Regions from separate parts of the Mus musculus genome. Here region 2 is linked to region 1. Evidence: chromatin contacts called from public ChIA-PET data. All regions are on one chromosome and are shown on one strand. Each heading gives the region's core, a stretch centred on a gene start, on an enhancer-like site or on the middle of the called end of the contact. The rest is flanking DNA. Distances are from core to core; before and after follow the strand shown.

The links. ChIA-PET counts read pairs in DNA pulled down with a chosen protein or histone mark.
Region 2: an RNA polymerase II ChIA-PET map of memory CD8 T cells shows a contact between it and region 1, with 213 read pairs. The contact joins the enhancer-like site here to the promoter of Ifi213 in region 1. A contact is called at or near these places in 2 of 15 datasets of contacts at CTCF or cohesin (CD8 T cells and large pre-B cells), 5 of 115 datasets of contacts at active chromatin or transcription factors (CD8 T cells, effector CD8 T cells, fibro-adipogenic progenitors and 2 more) and 3 of 9 other capture datasets (adipose tissue, liver and pancreatic islet).

What each region holds. Positions count from the first base shown.
Region 1 is chr1:173,597,587-173,600,670 of GRCm38.p6, reverse strand. It overlaps Ifi213 (interferon activated gene 213), which reads left to right and starts at 1,399. Exons shown (of 6, transcript NM_001368798.1): 1 at 1,399-1,651.
Region 2 is chr1:173,439,297-173,442,380 of GRCm38.p6, reverse strand. The region is part of intron 2 of Aim2 (absent in melanoma 2); the gene reads right to left. Among named protein-coding and RNA genes, the nearest start is that of Aim2, 20 kb to the right of the region's middle. Within about 2 kb of position 1,685, at least 79 of the 459 cell types and tissues checked have an H3K27ac peak or open chromatin away from gene starts, as enhancers often do. A contact at or near this core is called in CD8 T cells, effector CD8 T cells, memory CD8 T cells and 1 more, where this site is marked.

The DNA.
Region 1 (3,084 bases), core at 150-2,649:
CAACCTTGCCAGTTTCATGAGGTCCCATTTATTGATTCTTGATCTTAGAGCATGAACCATTGGCGTTCTGTTTAGGAAATTTCCCCCTGTGCCAATGAGTCCAAGGCTCTTTCCCATTATCTCTTCTATTAGATTCAGTGTATCTGATTTTATGTTGAGGTCCTTGATCTAATTAGACTTGAGCTTTGTGCAAGGTGATAAATATGGGTCAATTTTCATTCTTCTACATAGAGACAGCCAGTTAGACTAAAACCCGTTTTTGAAATGCTTTCTTTTTTTTTTCATTATATAGTTTTGGCTTATCAAGATCAAGTGATGGGAAGTGTGTGGTTTTATTTCTGGGTCTTCATTTCTATTCCATTGATCAACATGTCTGTCTCAGTACTAATACCATGCAGGTTGAATCACTATTGCTCTGTAAGAAATCTTGAGGTCAGGGATGGTGATTCCCCCAACTGTTCTACTATCAAAGGCATATACATCCAGAAGTTGCCCAAGACTAGCAGTTGGAAAGCAATTTAACTCCCATCATTTTCATCCAGGTGACTGGTTACCTAGCTATGGCATCATCCTCTTTTGCAGACCAGCTGGCAGGCTCCAATATCATTATCTGCTGCTTGATGCCATTTGTTCCATGTTTCAGGATTACAGCAATCCTTAATCCTTGAACTCTCCATTTCAGAAAAAATGTAGCAGGACAAGCATTATTTCAGCCCATAATCTCAATCAAAGCTCGAGGTTTCCCACTGACTCCCAGGACCCAGGTTTCCCTGTGCTTACCAGTGAATAATGTAGAGACACTGAGGAAACATTTACTTCACCATTGAAGGAGGACAGCTTAGTTCTATAATCAAGAGGGAGGTAGATAAAGCCAAATGCCTTTCTATCTATTTGAGGTTGCAGCTTGGAGTTGTGTGTTTGTAATGTTATGCTCTGGCAAGTCTAGGTCTTGGGAGCTACTAATGGATGCATAGATGCTACAGGGATGACTTAAACCAGGAGCTGTTTCACTTAGATTTTCCTTGAAACTCATTTACATGCAGCAGGCAACTAACACAGCAAAGATCTCCTGATACTGACTCTGTCCTGAGCAGAAAAGAAAGAAGAGGCTTGGTGACTTGGCTTTTTTGGTCTAAGTTTTCACCTTCATTCAAAGGAATGAAGGTTCCTAGGGATCCTTTTGCAAGCCTGTAGGACATGAGGATTATAAATCTAAATCTTGTACCTATGAAGATTTGCAAGAAACATCCTGAGTGTAACTAGCTCTCTTTGACTTTTTTGGTTATTGTTTACAAGAAGGAAACTCTTGAGTTTCCGTCTCTGAGGAAATCGAAAGCTATGAACCTTGTCCACTCCCCACAAAGTAGCACAGGATGAGAAACCAGTTCCCCTCAGTCTGAGCAGCTGAGCAGTGACTCTACCCAGTGTCAGCTTTCCATCTCTCTCTCTGAAAACACTTTATTTTCTCAGAATTTCAGGAGATTACAAAATCCTCTGTATCACCTTCTGAGAGATTTACTGTTTACTTTTTTATCTTCACACACACACACACATACACACACACACACACACACTCACTTGCTCACTTGCTCATTCACTCACTGCTTCCTGCCCTGCAAAACTGGATACCACTGAAGAATTTTCTGAAGAGGTGAGTCCTCCCCCTGCTTTCTCTGTGAATGCACACGACTACAGGTGAAATCCCTGTTGATCTTTTGGTGGAGAGAGAAGGAAGCCAAGCTGGTGGCTGCTACACTGAGCAGTGAATCTGCAGTATCTGGATTCAGGTCCTTGGCTCATAAATATGCTAGGCATCCTTATTCTTCCACCAGTAAGACTGATCCGAAAAGGGGCATATTTCAGATTATAAAATACACGTTTTTTTAGGTAAGTCAGGATAAGTGAATAAGAAGAGGGCTTTTGTTTTCTTGGCTGGAGAGTGCTTAGAACCTGGTGGTTGTAGTGAATGGCTGGGCAAAAGACGTGTTTGTGACAGGAAAAATTGTCATGAGGTAATAATACCCAGTGAAAAATGCATCTAGCTCTCAGGCTGCATTATCTAGTATTGCAACCATACATAGTCTGGGCACCAATGGGCATATGTGGTCAAAGGTGTCCCAGATTCACAGTGATTGCAAACCTGGGGTTTTATTGACTCAAGAAGCACATTAAATGGTCTTCATTCACTTCTACTTCAAGTGGATATGGTGGAATTGTAGACATTGTTAATCTGTATCATCCTGAAAGTTAATTGCTTTGGTTTATTTGTCTTTTTAGTTTTCTTTGATTTTGTATTCTGGTGGTAAGATTTAGAAAAGAGTTGGAGGGTTCATCAGAACTAGATATATACTTCACACTTTTAGACTCTTCTGCAGTCCCTCTGTGCACTATGGTTGATCTATCACTTACTAGGTGTATTAATTATGCTGCCCAGACTTTCTAAGATTTTACAAAAGTTACAACCCTGTTCATTTAGAAATTAAGATAAATAAATCATGCATAAAAATTTGGTTTTTAAGTTATTATTAGACTTTCTATTATTAAAACACTTATCTATTTCTAGGAGGTAAACTATTTTCATTATTTTGATTTTCTGAGAAGAATTTTTATTTGTGGTTCTAATTAAGACAATGCTAATATAGAAAAATTTGCCCTTATTAGTTACTATAAAAAGGATTTATTTTATAATTTCCATGAATTCATGTCTTAATGGTAACCTTTAGATGTATGTGTTAAAAAAAACTTGACAAAAGATGTTAATTAACCAATTATGTTAAGTCCTCTAGGGTAGGTTGAGGACACATTTTTCTGGATTTTATTATGACTACTTCTTTTATGGGACATCTGCATTTCTTTTCTTGCCTTTTCTTATGACTCAAGTGGCTAACAAGTGAAGACAACAACATTACTGAGCTTATGTTGTTTCCTCCTTCAGTGGTCCTGTTGATGCCCTTCCTGTCTCTCCTCTCTCTGAGGAGAGTTTCACTCCTGAGGCAGAGACTCACCCAGTTTTCACCTTGCTTAGGTTTTACTCTGAGGAGCTCTCAACTGCACATACTATTTTCTTACCACACTTCCAAGAGT
Region 2 (3,084 bases), core at 436-2,935, 160 kb after region 1:
GGCTACCCTTTCCCCAGGTTACCTCACAGAACATTACAGTAACTCTGACTCAAAGCCTAAGTTACTGGAGCTGGGATGAAATGAAGACTCGTAGTCAGTTGCTCAGAAACACATCCATCACTTCTGTTCGCACCTATTGTATTCTGCTAAGATGCCCATTTTCTTGCTCTTGCTATGCCTTGCCTTTTTAGAACATCTGGGAATAATTCTTTACCCAAGATACAAACCATTTTTTTTTAATTACGTATTTTCCTCAGTTACATTTCCAATGCTATCCCAAAAGTCCCCCATACCCTCCCCCGCACCACTTCCCTACCCATCCATTCCCATTTTTTTGGCCCTGGCATTCCCCTGTACTGGGGCATATAAAGTTTGCAAGTCCAAAGGGCCTCTCTTTCCAGTGATGGCCGACTAGGCCATCTTTTGATACATATGCAGCTAGAGTCAAGAGCTCTGGGGTACTGGTTAGTTCATATTGTTGTTCCACTGATACAAACCATCTTTAAGGATACAGGAAGATTAATCAAACCCTAGATGGTGGATCCTACAATTCTCCAACCCCATGGTTCCTATTTCTTGTTCATCCCATCCTTCCCTGAACCTGTTACACAGCTCAAAACACACCTAAATTTCCTTCCACAGAAGGATCAATAACATCAAATTGCTCAAGATTCTTGCTGCAAACAACAGAATTGACTCCAGCTAGCTTAATAAAGTCTTGTTTTCTTAAAAATAATAACCTCAGAGATCAGTAAAGGATAAAGGAACAAAGTCTGGTCTAAACTCACAGAAAAAGGCTCCCCACCCCTCCCCCCACCCACACATCAAACCACACAGTGAAACTGTTCTGAAGGAGGAAGCTCACTGCTGCTGTCACCTGCAGAATGCCAGGATCTGTCTCCACAGCCACTGCTAAAACTTCAGCACCAATGCTGCCTCGGTGTCAGCAATCCTATTGCAATTTCAGTTGCTGCCTGAAAGCTAATCACGCCTAAAGGAGCCATATTGGCAAGGGCTATGCCCTCCATGTTTCTGGTCCTTATACCAAAGACGTCAGACTCAAATCTCATCTGGAAAGCACCCGTTAGGGCAAGCCCTTGTCTGCTCCAGCCATCTGCACTGCAAAGGAAGCTGAAAGTTGGACTTACTTCTGGGTTGGGGAGGTAGGACTATTACATGTGAATTATTTGTAAGATGCTGGAAAGTCCCAAATGTGACATGTGCCCAGTAAAAACACAAAAAAGAAGGGGGAGGAGGAGGAGGAGGAGGAGGAGGAAGAAGAGGAGGAGGAGGAGGAGGAGGAGGAGGAGGAGGAGGAGGAGGAGGAGGAAAAGAAAAACCTATTTAAAAGAGGTAGAGATTTGAAGGCTAAACCCAAAATGCTGGGTCAGGGAAGCATTCAAAAAGTGTCATTGATACAGAAAAACAGGAAGAGGAGGAGCAGGGCAGGGCAGGTGATAAGAATGTGGGCTGCGTGCAAGAAGTGTTAAATTTGAGGTACTCATGAGATATGTAAATAGAGAGATTTAATTGAATTTATGAACCTGGAGCTTAGATGAAAGGTCAGAACTCTGGATAATGCAAACTGCATTAGAATGCAGATGGCAACTGATGCTGTGGAGAGGATGTGGCTAAGGAGGGAGGTGAGGTGGAAGCACCCCCTAGAGACTCAGGGAGCCATGGCACTGGGCAAAAGAGGAGCAAGGGAGGGAGACTGAGAAAGAAAGGTCAGAGCACTAGAGAACAGAAGCACAAGCTAGGGGGTACCAGAAGGCAGGATAAAGAAGGAGGATGGGGATCAATAGTGTAGCATACATTTGAAACTTGAGAAAATAAGACAGATCTCAAAGGTTCTCACTATACCCACGGTAAAAAGATATCTATGTAGGCAAACACACAAACACATACACATACACCATACACACACACACAGAGAGAGAGAGAGAGAGAGACAGACAGACAGAGAGACAGAGACAGACAGACAGATTAATTTTGTTCTATGATTATCATTTCACAAGATATGTACACATGAAGATACTACATTGTGTCCTGTTAACGCATACCCATTATCTGTGAATTATAGCTCAATAAAGGCAGCGAGTGGAAGGTTTCAGATCTTAAAAGTTCTACTAAGATTTAGGAAGCATACAGGTGGCTATTGCCTGATTTTCCTATGATATTTTCTATAATTTTCACCCCTCGTATCCTGACTTCTAGTCTAGGTTGCTTGGCGGATGCTGGGCCATACTGTCCTGAAGCAGAGATGAACAGAGACAGGAACAAAGCAGAGATACTGGCCTTTGAGAAAGCTGTAAGCTTCTGAAACCGCAGGATCATACAGCTTTGCTACCAAGTGGAAGGTTCCCCTTGCCTTCTGCCTGCACACAGGCTTTGTTTCTAGTGTGAGCTGTCCCTGCTCTCATGCAGGGGCATATGCCTAGGACCGTCAGGTCAGTGGTCAGGCCTTCCTCACATCCCTCAACCCCCTGTACTGAACCCTGCTGCCTTGGAAATCTTGCCATTCTGTGCACCCCCTTCATTTGATCTCTACAGTTCATCGCCCAAGCCCAAAGCCAGGATTCCATGATTTTCCCATCATGGTCACATAAGACACAGAAGTTCATGATATCTGCCACCCTATCAAACAAATGAAAATAAACATCAGCTTGGATGACCTTAAGTCTCACGGTCTTATGAAGTACCTACTCCATGAGACTACCTGAGTGTATCTGGTGGCGGGGGTGGGTGTGGGGGTGGGGAACATTATGAACATCGAAAGAGTTTATATAGTTAAAAGACTAAGAAAGACAATAAAATACTAAGACAAATATAAAACATTATATTATAGCAAACACTGTGCACTATTACTAGTATTAGGAAATTTTTGTGTTGTTTCTGCTATTTTCATAAAAAGGCAAGCTATAGAAGCATAGGGCATATTCAGATATCGTTTATAAACAATGTAAAAATCAAGCCAGCCATGGTGCTGCACTTAAGGGGTGGAGGTGGCAAGGTCACTTCAAAACCATCTTTGGCTACAAAGGAACTTCAAGGACAACTTGGGCTACACAAGTCCATATTTTA